Linked DNA regions of Oryctolagus cuniculus: region 1 is linked to region 2. The links are chromatin contacts, called in public Hi-C maps. All regions are on one chromosome and are shown on one strand. Each heading gives the region's core, a stretch centred on a gene start, on an enhancer-like site or on the middle of the called end of the contact. The rest is flanking DNA. Distances are from core to core; before and after follow the strand shown.

Region 1 (5,456 bases), core at 64-2,563, 62 kb after region 2:
TGAGCATACCCGATGTCTATGTGACTATTTGCTGTGGTTGTCATTGCACACGGCCCCGTCCTCTGAGTCTGCCACCCTTTTGGGGAGACAGGACCACTGCCCAGCTGAACTGGGATGCAAGCCCTCAGGAAAGAGGGACTTCAGAGAAGAGCCTCTGGGTGGAGGCTGGAGCACCAGGGAGGGCGTACTGGAGCGGGGAGGAGGGAGGAGGAGGGTGTGTGGGGAACGGGAGTTTGGTTTAAGAGCTTGACGTTTGAGGGTCCGGAAAGACTGTCCAGGTCAGAGCCGCCGCCCCAGGGAAGCCAGGCAGAGACTGTAGGCACCAGCTGGGCAGCCTCAGTGCTGGCATCCGTGGTCACTGTGCAATGGGCAGGTTGCTGACTCGAGACTGTGCTCCCCACCGGAGATGCAAGGCCATGTGGGTCACAGCCAGACGCACCTCTTGTCAGGGAAAACCAGGGCCACAGAGAAACTTCTTGAATGTGCATTGAGAGGGTGTGGTGGGAGGGCTGTGGCTGAGCCTTCCCGGCCTCTAGGGGTTTGGGGCCTGAGACCACTAGAGTGGCCGGGTCACTTGTGATGGTGCTGACTCTGCCCTCTCGCTGCATGGTGGAGCCTCCCGGACTCCTGCAGAGAGGCCACGGGAGCAGGGCTGCACCGGAAAGTGGGAGTTTTGAGTCCTAGGACTTCCACAAAGGCGGCTTCTCTTGGCTCTTGCTCCCCTCAACTCCAAAATGGGGAGGTAAATCGGGAGCTTCCCGAAGTTCCACCAGCTGGAACATGCAAGAACTTCCTTTGTTGCTCTCCTCCTAGCTGGGAGAAACCAAGGCCCAGGAGCTAGGGGCCTGGAGCTCCCGCCCGGTTCACATCCACAGCCCCTGCACCTGGCTCAGTGCCCTGTGTCCTCTCCCCTACCCCTGGTCCCAGGAGGCCTCCTTTCTGTCTGCCATGCTTCTCCCCAGCCAGCGTGCAGGTTCCGCCACCCCAAGGGTGATGCTCCCACCCCAGAACCAAGATGGGAGCTCCCAGCAATTGCTCCAGTCACCTCCCTTCTGACTCCTATGCATCCTTCAATCCAGCTAACATGGCTCCTGCCCCAGGCTGCCCTTCCCAATGGCCCCAGCCAGAATCAACACCTGACAGAGCCCTCTGTGTCCATGCCACGTTATAATCCTGCCTGTTCGCACCTTTATGTCGTGACTTGGGCACACCTCACACCTCCTCTCTGTGATCCCAAAGTCAGGAGAAGCAGCGCCACCCCCGATGCCGGGTTTGTAGACTGAATGCCACACGGACATCTGTGGAATCAAGAGTTCTCTTCGATGATAGAATTCTCTCCTTTCAGAATGTGTGGTCCAGTGTGCAAGAGCTTCTTTCTATTGCAGAGTTAGGCTGACTTGAGTCTCGGCTGTGCCCTCTGGACGCTGTGGGACCTTGGACGAGTTAATACTCTGGTGCCTCAGCTTCCTCACCTGGAGAACAGGAACAATCATGTGCCTCCCTGACTGAGTGGCTGTGAGGGTTAAAGGAGTCGGCCTGCAGAGTGCGTGAGCCAGTGCGGGCTGACCTCATGACTGAGGCTGTTTGATTGTGGTGATCCTAGATGAAGAAATTTTTTTTGTATTGGAGTTCGCCTTGTAGTTGGAGTTTGGCTTTGCCACATCCTTCCCAGGCCTTGCAGTCTGCATCTGCCTCCTCCTGCACCATTCAGTGCTGGGTGGTGCCCCAGCTAAGGGCAGGGAGGCAGGAGAGGGAGAGATGGAGTCCCAAGTGGCTGGCTTAACTGCTCGTCGGCTTGGGGCTAGCAGCCACATTGAGTGCTCTTGCTCAATTCATGTGACTCGACAAATTTGGAATGTGTTAGGGAGAGAGAGTTTTTCCAAGTATGAGTCAGTACGTTTGTGCTCTCACACACACATTAAACAAGAGAGAGGGAATTTAGCGAGAATCGTTTATGAGCGCAAAGTGGAAACCTCTGGAATTTTATTCTGACCCTGAAGGCAAGCAGTGCGTAAGACATTTAATAAAGGATCCAAAACAAGATACAGCCGGGAGAAAACACAGCTAGCCGCCTTCTTCTGTGTTCTCAGCCGCCGCATTGTGTGCGGAAGGATCCAATCCACATGGCATTCTTAACACCTCCGGGACACCCAGATATGTGCTGAGCATGGCCAGAAAACACAAGCTGTGTCAAAGAAGGGAAGCGAAACCAGCATTGCTTACGCACCTCTCATGTACCAAGTAGTCATGAAGTGTGGACCAGCCCCAAGTTCAAGAGGCAGCGGGGATGGGAATGGGGGGGGGGGGTGAGTGGAATGATCATATTCAGAAAGCATTCGTTGTGAACCCTAGCACCTTACTTGCATAACATGATGCAATCCCACTTTATGGATAACAAAACTAAGGCTCAGAGTGAATGCAGTATATTGTGAACACAAAGTCCTTTTTTTAAGAGTTATTTATTTATTTATTTATTTCAAAGAGTTACACAGAGAGAGAAGAGAGGCAGAGAGAGAGCGAGCGAGAGAGAGTCTTCCATCCACGGGTTCACTCCCCAAATGTCCGTAATGGCTGGAGCTGCACCAATCCGAAGCCAGGAGCCAGGAGCTTCTTCTGGGTCCCTCATGTGGGTGCAGGGTCCCAAGGACTTGGGCCATCCTTTCCCAGGCCACAGCAGAGAGCTGGATCAGAAGTGGAGCAGCCAGGACCTGAACCAGCACCCATATGGGATGCCGGCACTGCAGGTGGCAGCTTTACCTGCTACGCCACAGCACCAGCCCCCACAAAGTTCTTCAGTGGCGGACACGGTCCTCTGAACTGGGTTTCTCAGTCTCCAGCTAGGAATGTCCTCTCTGTCCCTGTGCTCACAAAGTGAGACATTTCCACCCCAAGGAGGGCAGCAGACACACCCACTCTGGGAGGTAACGGCTCTCTCGGACCCCCTTCTCTGCGCCACCTTCTCCCACTCGCCTTGGATTCCTGCGCGCTGGGGATTGTGAAAGAGCTGGGTCCCCCCAGGCTTGAGCCTCTGTTGGCTGCTGTTGTTGATTTTCAAGACAGAAACCACTGCCTGCCCAGAGGGCTTGTGTTTCCAGCTCACTTACGCCTCTTTTGCAAGGGCCGGTTTTCATCGATGCCCAGTCTCCAGGGAGCTGTGTCTTTCCTCAGAAACATGAGCCACAATCAAAGGTGGATGCTTCACCCTCGCATCTGCCAGCAGCCGCACTGGAGCCAGGGTTCCCTGGGGCTCAGGCCAGGTGCCCAGGAGGATTTTTCCCAGCACAAACCAGATCACCCTGTGCTTGCCCTTTCTAAAGATCACAGGGTCCCTGGCACTGCCTTTGCAATGGCTGGAGGACCCATGGGGGGCTGGGCCTAAACAAGGATGTGCCCTTCCATTCTGCAAATGGAGAGCCACCATGCGCCAGGGACTGCAAACACACGATCCGCCTCTGGGGTGGACTCCTGTCACTTGCAAGTAATGACTTCAAGTCCCTGGAAGAACAGGCCCTGCTGCCCCTTGCCCCTTCTCGGCTCCAGCAGCTCTGGCCAGCACCCGGGCTCTGGTGCCCACATCATGGCCCTCTCGCCTGTCTGTATGACTCAACTCTCCTCTCTCTGCCTGTTCCGCTGCAGCTTGTCTTTCAGGTCTCTCCTCCATCTGCTGTGTCCTTGGGTGCCCCTTTCCTGCCATCCTGCTACCTTTGCACTGTGCCTTGGTTGGCAAAAAGACACCACTGGAGTCTGTCTCCACCCTGGCTGGGGGGAGGCCAGGGTTTGGTGTATCTCCCCATGGCCTGACCCATTATCAACACCCGTGAGGAGTTGTTGAAGCAGCAAAGACAGTAGGGAGCAAAGGAGACCCTGACCTCGCCGTGCAAGGCACATCTTCCTGGGGAGCCGACCAAACCTGACAATTCTGAGTGGGGAATATTTGTAAACAAATACAGATGCATTGCAGAGAAGAATTTCTCATAAATGTTCAAGATGTTGACTTGCACACACAGGCTCTAGGGTGGCTGTGAATTCACCCTTTTCTGTACTCTACGGGGAATCTTAGATGAACGGTTGAAGGGGCTCCAGTTCAAGTCCCGGCTGCTCCACTTTTGATCCAGCTCCCTACCACTGCACCTGGGAAGGCAGCAGAAGATGGTCCAAGCCCTTGGGCCCCTGCCACCCATGTGGGGGATGTGGATGGAGTTCCAGGATCCTGGCTTTGGCCTGAACCAGTCCCAGTCATTGCAGCGATTTGGAAAGTGAACCAGCAAATGGAAGTGTGCTCTCTCTCCTCTCTCTCTCTCTCTCTCTCTCTCTCTCTCACTCTCACTCTCACTCTCACTCTCTCTCTCTGCCTTTCAAATAAATAAATAAACCTTGTAAAAAAAAAAAAAAAAAAAGAGTAGTTTGGAGCTGGTGGCAGAGATGGGCCAGGCAGGCAGCCACTGCAGTCAGAGTCGCTGTGGAAGAGGTGGTGCAGGGGCGGTGGTTAGGGAAGGGTTATTCAGCCGGGCCTGTGTTCAAGTCCAGTGCCAGACTTTCTTCTGTTGTTACTCTGGGTAACGTATGCCATCTCTCCCAGATTCAGCCTTTCCCTCTGTACAGTGGATCTATGAACACCTACTCCCTAGAGCTGCAGCAGAGAGAGAGGTGGGATCTGACTCCACCCAGTGCCTGGCAGGGAGCTCAGTCAGGAGGCTCCCTCTGCCCTTTGAAACTGAAGGCTGCTGTTGGCGACAAGGGGACACAGCAGGTGCCTTCAAAGCACACGGGCCCAGACGCAGGCTGTAGCTTTCCACCGGGTTTGAGCTGGACCATTTCCTTGTGTCCAGCCCTGGTGGGCTCCAGCCAGAGGCCGCTTCTCCCTGCTCTGTGCCCTGCCGCTTGCTTGCCTTCCCCCGAGATGCGATTCGTTCATCTCAGGATGCAGCGTACCTGTCGGCTGGACCCGGAACTTCTCACTCCTCTGCTAAACGTTTGTAAACCGCGTTCCAGCCTGTGACCTGGCGCAGGCTGGTCCTCCCCCGCGGTGGAACCCCTACAGTAGCTTCCTTCCTACCCCCTTCAGGTGTCTGACAACTTGACAGGCAGCAACTAGCCCCAAAGGGAAGATGGAAATGCCCCCAGCAGGTGTCTGCTTGCAGGGACTTTGAAGCAGGTGGTCAGCATGTTCTGCTGAAAGAAGGGCCCAGTCAGAGCCCGGCGGGCACTCCGAAGTTCTAGACTTCACTCACTGTGCTCCCAGTGCGAGCGGCTGTCTCCTACATGCAGGAACTGCAGGCTTCTGCGCATGCGCACTGAGGCACTGGGTCCCCACTCCCGCCCCTCGAGGCAGGCTCTGCCCAAAAAGGAAGCGACTGATGTGAGGGCATAGAACCTGCAGGGCCAGCCTCACGGCTGTTAACTCCAGGACCTGGGCTCTTCCCACCGTGCTGCCTAAAACCAAGTGTCTGTGTTAG
Region 2 (5,154 bases), core at 1,480-3,979:
TGCTCTGCAGGCTAATGGAAAGTGTACTTTTCATCTTTTCCAATTTAATTTTCCAATACAGCAAATATGTATCCAACCCAAAAAAATAAAAGATATTTAGGATCTTCAATATGACTTTAAATGGAACCTGAGTCAAAAGATTTTGAGAATGGTTGGCTGATAGGATTGTTGTAAAGATTAAGCAGCAACCATACAAAAAAACTGAACAATACCCTTGAGAGTCTTGGTTCCACACTCCTGATCCCTATCAAATAAGGGTCTGCTTACTCTTTTGACAACAAATGCAAAAGTCATCCTTGTTTTATTCCTCGCTGGTTCTTTAGATAGTGAAAGTCCAGTCCATGCTAAATCTAGAACAATGTAAAGACACACACTGCACAGAAGCTCCTCACCCCTACAGTTCCATGAGACCCAAGGGCCCTGAAGAGAGAGGAAGCCAGGGTCCGTGGGGTTCTCCGGCTCCCAGCATCCGAGCTGCCCTCCCGGTATACATAATCTCCCCCAGCCTGAAGCAGCTGGCAGGGGGCCTGAGACAAGGGAAACTCAGCTTCCAGAAAACCCTCCTGAGTGATTGATCATCAAGATGAGGTGCAGCCTCAAAACAGGAATCATTTTTAAGGTTTGGGTAATTTCCATGGAAACAGACTCACAAAGATCCTTCCAAAAATTCGTAGAAAATTTAAATAAAATAGGTTTATTTTGCTGCAAAAAATTTTTTTGAAGTCCATGCATATGCAGGGTCTTCAAAAATTTCACAGAAATATATGTTAGGAAAAACCATATTTCTATTTTCAACCAAAATACATTGAATTTCATTTTCCACAAATTTTTTGAAACATGTGCCTAGTTATTTTTTAAACAGAAGGGGAAGTAGAATGATCTACAAGGGCATATCAAGGTAAGCAATGCAAAAATGCTAAAATTATCGGCATTTCCCCCCATTTACTATCCCAGGACCCTCTTAGGGTGGAAAACCAGCATCCCTAATTTCTGATGCCACAGGCAAGCAGCTTAGGACCTTGGCCGAACGGACTTGTGCTGGACTGTAATCATCACGGCGTTCTTATCAGAATCCTGTAATTTTCTAGTTCGCAAATTCTAGACCGGTGGGTAGCACCTGCAAGCCAGGACCTTGTTTATGGGTTATTAAAAAGCAAACAGACAGGCAGACCCTGCATCAGCAAAGACCAAAGGAACAGGTGCAGGCCATTGAGAAAGTTTTGCATAGCAGCTAATTTAATTACAATTTTCTTTCCTGGGGAGTCAAGGGGTTATTTATGTCAGAGAAAGGGGAGCCCCGGGGGAAATGGGAACCCTTGCACGTCTTTCAGCTACTTCCTCCTCCCCAGCCTAGGAAACCAAACCGCCAAGCGGTCTCCCGTCTCCCAGCGCGCCGGCCACGCGGTCGGCGCCCAAAGCCAGCCTTGCCCACCCCAGTTCCCGGCCTCGTCAGCGGCCACTGCACCGCACCCGGCCACCTGTTGCTGCCCTGGCGCCCAGAGCCGAACTCAAACCGCCACTAGAGTTCGTTCTAATTCCCCAGAGCCAAGCTGGCCGGGAAGCCCGCCGCGCCGCGCTGCGCCGCGCCTGCTAATCCGCAGGCCGGGCGGGGACTGCGCAGAGTCTCCCCGCCGCAGGCTCCTTTTGTTTTCGCGCTGCACTCCGAAGTGTCAAAACCAAACCCGGACCGCAGCCCCTCGCCCGGACTCGGCTCACGCGCGCTCTCCCCCGGCGAGAACCCGGGAGCTAACGCAGCGCCCTCCGGCCAACAGAAGCAAAGCGGGGTCCACCCGGGCTCGGGAACGCGCGGCACACACGGGTTGCCGCATTAGGGTCTCCAAGTGTCCCTGCATCGCGAATCGCTCGGAGCTCCGGGGCCGACCACTGCTGCAGGAGCCAGACGCCGGGAACTCCTGTTCACTTGCGGTTCCGAGACCCCGCCCGCCAGCGCTCTAAGCGCCGCGGGGGAGCTCGAGGCGGAGGCCGTCCGGGCTCCCCCTCGCGCGTCTCGGTCCCGAAAGTGGTGGCCTCGCTCTCCAGGGGCTTCACTGCACGCGCCGCAGCCGTGTGCGTGTCCCCGGGTCTGAGGATCCCAGCGCTCGCGGGCCCGACTGGAGTTTAAGTCGCCTCCCGGGGTGTGAGTTTGTTTACCGGCTGTTCAGGGGAAAAAGTTTGCAGATCTCTAACCAGCCTCAGACCCGCGCGGACGGAAATCCCCGACTCTCCCCAGCGAAGGAGAGCCAAGTTCCAGCCGTTACATAAGTGGGGGCTCCTTCCCCTCCCTGCCCCGAGTTGTCTCGCTTCTATCCAGGGAGCAAAGTAGATCTCGCTTTTTTTAAAAAAAATTATTATTATGGTTATTACATTCCTGAAGCCGAGGGCGCGCCAGGGCGCGGATAGCGCCCTGGGGGAGCGCGGCGACCCCCCCCCCCACGCACCCCACCCGCGCGCAGCGCCCGGAGTCGCCGAGGGGACGCGGGTCCGGGCGCGGCGGGTGCCGGGCCAGCGAGCGCGCCCCGCGGCCCCGGGCCCGCCCCTCCACGTGGTCAGGATCAACAGTTTGTTGAGCTCATCAGTGACACCTTGAACTTTTCATAAAGAAAATGGGTATTGCACGCCGCGGGTTGGGCTGCGGCCGCGGAGCCGGGTCGTGCTTAATATTCAATGAGCTCGCTCGCGCCGCCCCCTCCTCTTCTCGCAGAAATTCCACCGAGTCCGTTACTGGGCTCGGACTTTCCAGTGAATGTCTGCTCCCCCCCCCTCCACGCACACACACACCTTGGCCAGGGACCAGTGCCTTTAGGGGTAGCCTCCCCCCAGCCTCCAGCTCCCGGCTCAAAATGACACCGCGCCGGCGTCTCCGCGGGGCCCCAAGGCCACTTTGCAACTTTGCGCGGAGCCCGAGCCCGGCGGCGCCCGGCGGTGGTACCGTATGCAAATACGCATGCTGACGTTACAGATCATGTGGGTTTTGGCGTAGATTCCCCACTGATCGAGGCATTTTTTTCCCCCTTTTTTTTCCCTTTTTTTTTTCTTTTAAAAATTTTGGCTACCGTCCTCCGTCCGGGGGCTTCCTCCGTCCGTCGGTCCGGCGGGCTGGCGGCCCCCCTTTCCCACGCCGCGACCGGGCGCCGCCGGGCAGCGGGGCCGTGGGTGGGAGCAGCAGTTCCATTTTGGAACCCGAGCCGCGTCTCGGCCCGGCCGGCGCCCGCCTTCCAGCCCCGGCGCAGGTAAGAAACTTCGCCCGCGCTGAGCACCCCCGGCCGTGCCGCCGCCCCGGGCCCGCTCGCCGGGCGCCGGCCGCTCCAGCCCCAACTTTCCCACCGCCGCCGCCGCCGCCGCTCCCCAAAACGCGCTGTTCATGGGACTTGGCCGTGTCCGTGATGAGGGGGTGGGGGGGTACGGGAGCAGGACCGGGGTGGGGGGGGGGTGCAGGCTTTTTTTTTTTTTTTTTTTTTTGCTTGTGGGAAGAGAGGTGCGGATACGGAGAAGGAGGTTTAAAAAAAAAAAAAGAGTTCTGATTGCAAGTTTGGATAAACGGGAGGCAGACCGAGCAGGAGGGGAGGAGGAACAACATGTCTACGTTTCCCTATGTCGACATAAGCCACAAAAAAATATGGCGTCCGCTTTCGACAGGGCGTTACGTAGACCCGACTCTGTTTTTATTTATTTATTTCTTCCGTGGCCGGCGCCCTCCCTCCCCGGCCGAGCTGCGGCGCTTTGTGCCAGCGGGGCAGGTCCCGCGGGGACGCCCCCGGGACGCGGCCCCGGCTCGGCGGGGCGCGCGGGCAGCGGCGGGGGCTGCGCGTGCGGCCCGCGCCCCTCCGCGGTGACGACGCGCCGTGCGGTGGTGGCAGGAAGCCTGGCGCCGTGGGCTGAGGCTGCCTCGCCGCGCGGCCGCTCCCGGCGGCTGCAGGCAGGGGCGCGCCGCGCGCTACCTGACGGGGGGCAGGGCCGGGGCGCGCCGCGCCGCGCGGCGCTCAGGTGCCAGCGAGCCCGGCGGGGGGTCTGGGGACGGCGGGGGGACCACGGGGGGTCCTGCGGTGCGCACGGCCGCGGGAGCCCACGCTCAGCCCCTGCGCGACCGCCCCACAAGAGGTTAATCTTTGTTGGTGTTGCAGCTTCTTTGTGGCTTCCCCAGGACTTGGTACCCTGGGCTTTGCAAACTTGCCCTTTTCCCAGCCGCTTTGCAGGAGGCTGCGGAGACAGAGCTGAGCGGAAAGTTGGAAGCCGGCGAGCATCACAGGACGATCCCTTTGGCCTCTTCGCTGTGCAGTGCTCAGAGGAGGAGGAGGGGGGCGGGGGACGGGCGAGGAGGAGAGCTGGTCAGGCTGGGGAGAAAACTGGACAGGGAAGCAAAGTTGTGATTTGCTCGGGCTTCGACCCGAGTGCTCGGCCAGTGGGGTCTCGCCTTCAGTTCTTTGGCCAGGGTCTTTTGTTTGGGGCGAGCAGGAGGAGGGGGCTGGATGAATACAGACTTTGCCTGGAGCCCTCCCCTTTTTAAAAAGAGTTTGCTGCTCAGCTTGGGCCCAAGGGATCCGTCTCAGACCCTGGAGTCCTGTCCCTACCCACTACTGTCGTGATCGGGATCGTTTTCTCGCCAAGGACCCCAGGCAGGCCCTGTTGGCCAGGATCCCTTGGGGTCTCTCAGAATTACCACAACTGCCCTTGTAACGCACATGCACACAGAGGAGCCAGCGCTCCTTTATGTGGCGCGGAGGGCAACGCTTGTGCACGCACAGGCGTGAGGTTCTGAGGGCTCTTCCGGGCTGGAGTCAAGAGGTGACTTTGTCTTTATGAGGGCAGCGGCGGGTGTATGGAGTTCACTCCCGGGGCAGCAGTATCAGGAAGCATTTAGATGATGACCAAGTGGAATAAATATCTTGTAAAATGGTGTGTTTAATAGGAAAAAAAAATAGATGCATGGAGCCGTCAGGTGGTTGAATGGATGAACATAAAGATCTGATTTCAGTTTATAGGCAAAGTTACACGAAGCTGTATTCACATCCTTTTCTTTAAGGCCAGAGGAGGGGAAGTCCACAAGTAGCACGGCATTGTGGCCTGGGAGGCGTGGGGCTGCCATTGCTGGTCAGAGAGGCCCCGCTCCTGCACGGTTCTCACGCCTGCCTTGCTTTCTGATTCTTAGCTGCGTTT

Evidence for each region. Hi-C and Micro-C count contacts between places; a contact is called where the count stands out from the background.
Region 1: a Hi-C map of an unstated tissue shows a contact between it and region 2, with 2.6 times the contacts expected there. The contact joins the enhancer-like site here to the promoter of ZHX2 in region 2. A contact is called at or near these places in 2 of 6 Hi-C or Micro-C datasets (psoas muscle and an unstated tissue).

Annotation. Positions count from the first base shown.
Region 1 is chr6:148,668,033-148,673,488 of mOryCun1.1, forward strand. The region is part of intron 1 of ZHX2 (zinc fingers and homeoboxes 2); the gene reads left to right. Among named protein-coding and RNA genes, the nearest start is that of ZHX2, 63 kb to the left of the region's middle. Within about 2 kb of position 1,314, at least 4 of the 8 cell types and tissues checked have an H3K27ac peak or open chromatin away from gene starts, as enhancers often do.
Region 2 is chr6:148,604,591-148,609,744 of mOryCun1.1, forward strand. It overlaps ZHX2 (zinc fingers and homeoboxes 2), which reads left to right and starts at 2,730. Exons shown (of 4, transcript XM_051844015.2): 1 at 2,730-3,230. LOC103348124 (a long non-coding RNA gene) reads right to left here and starts at 3,103. Exons shown (of 2, transcript XR_007918718.2): 1 at 2,779-3,103.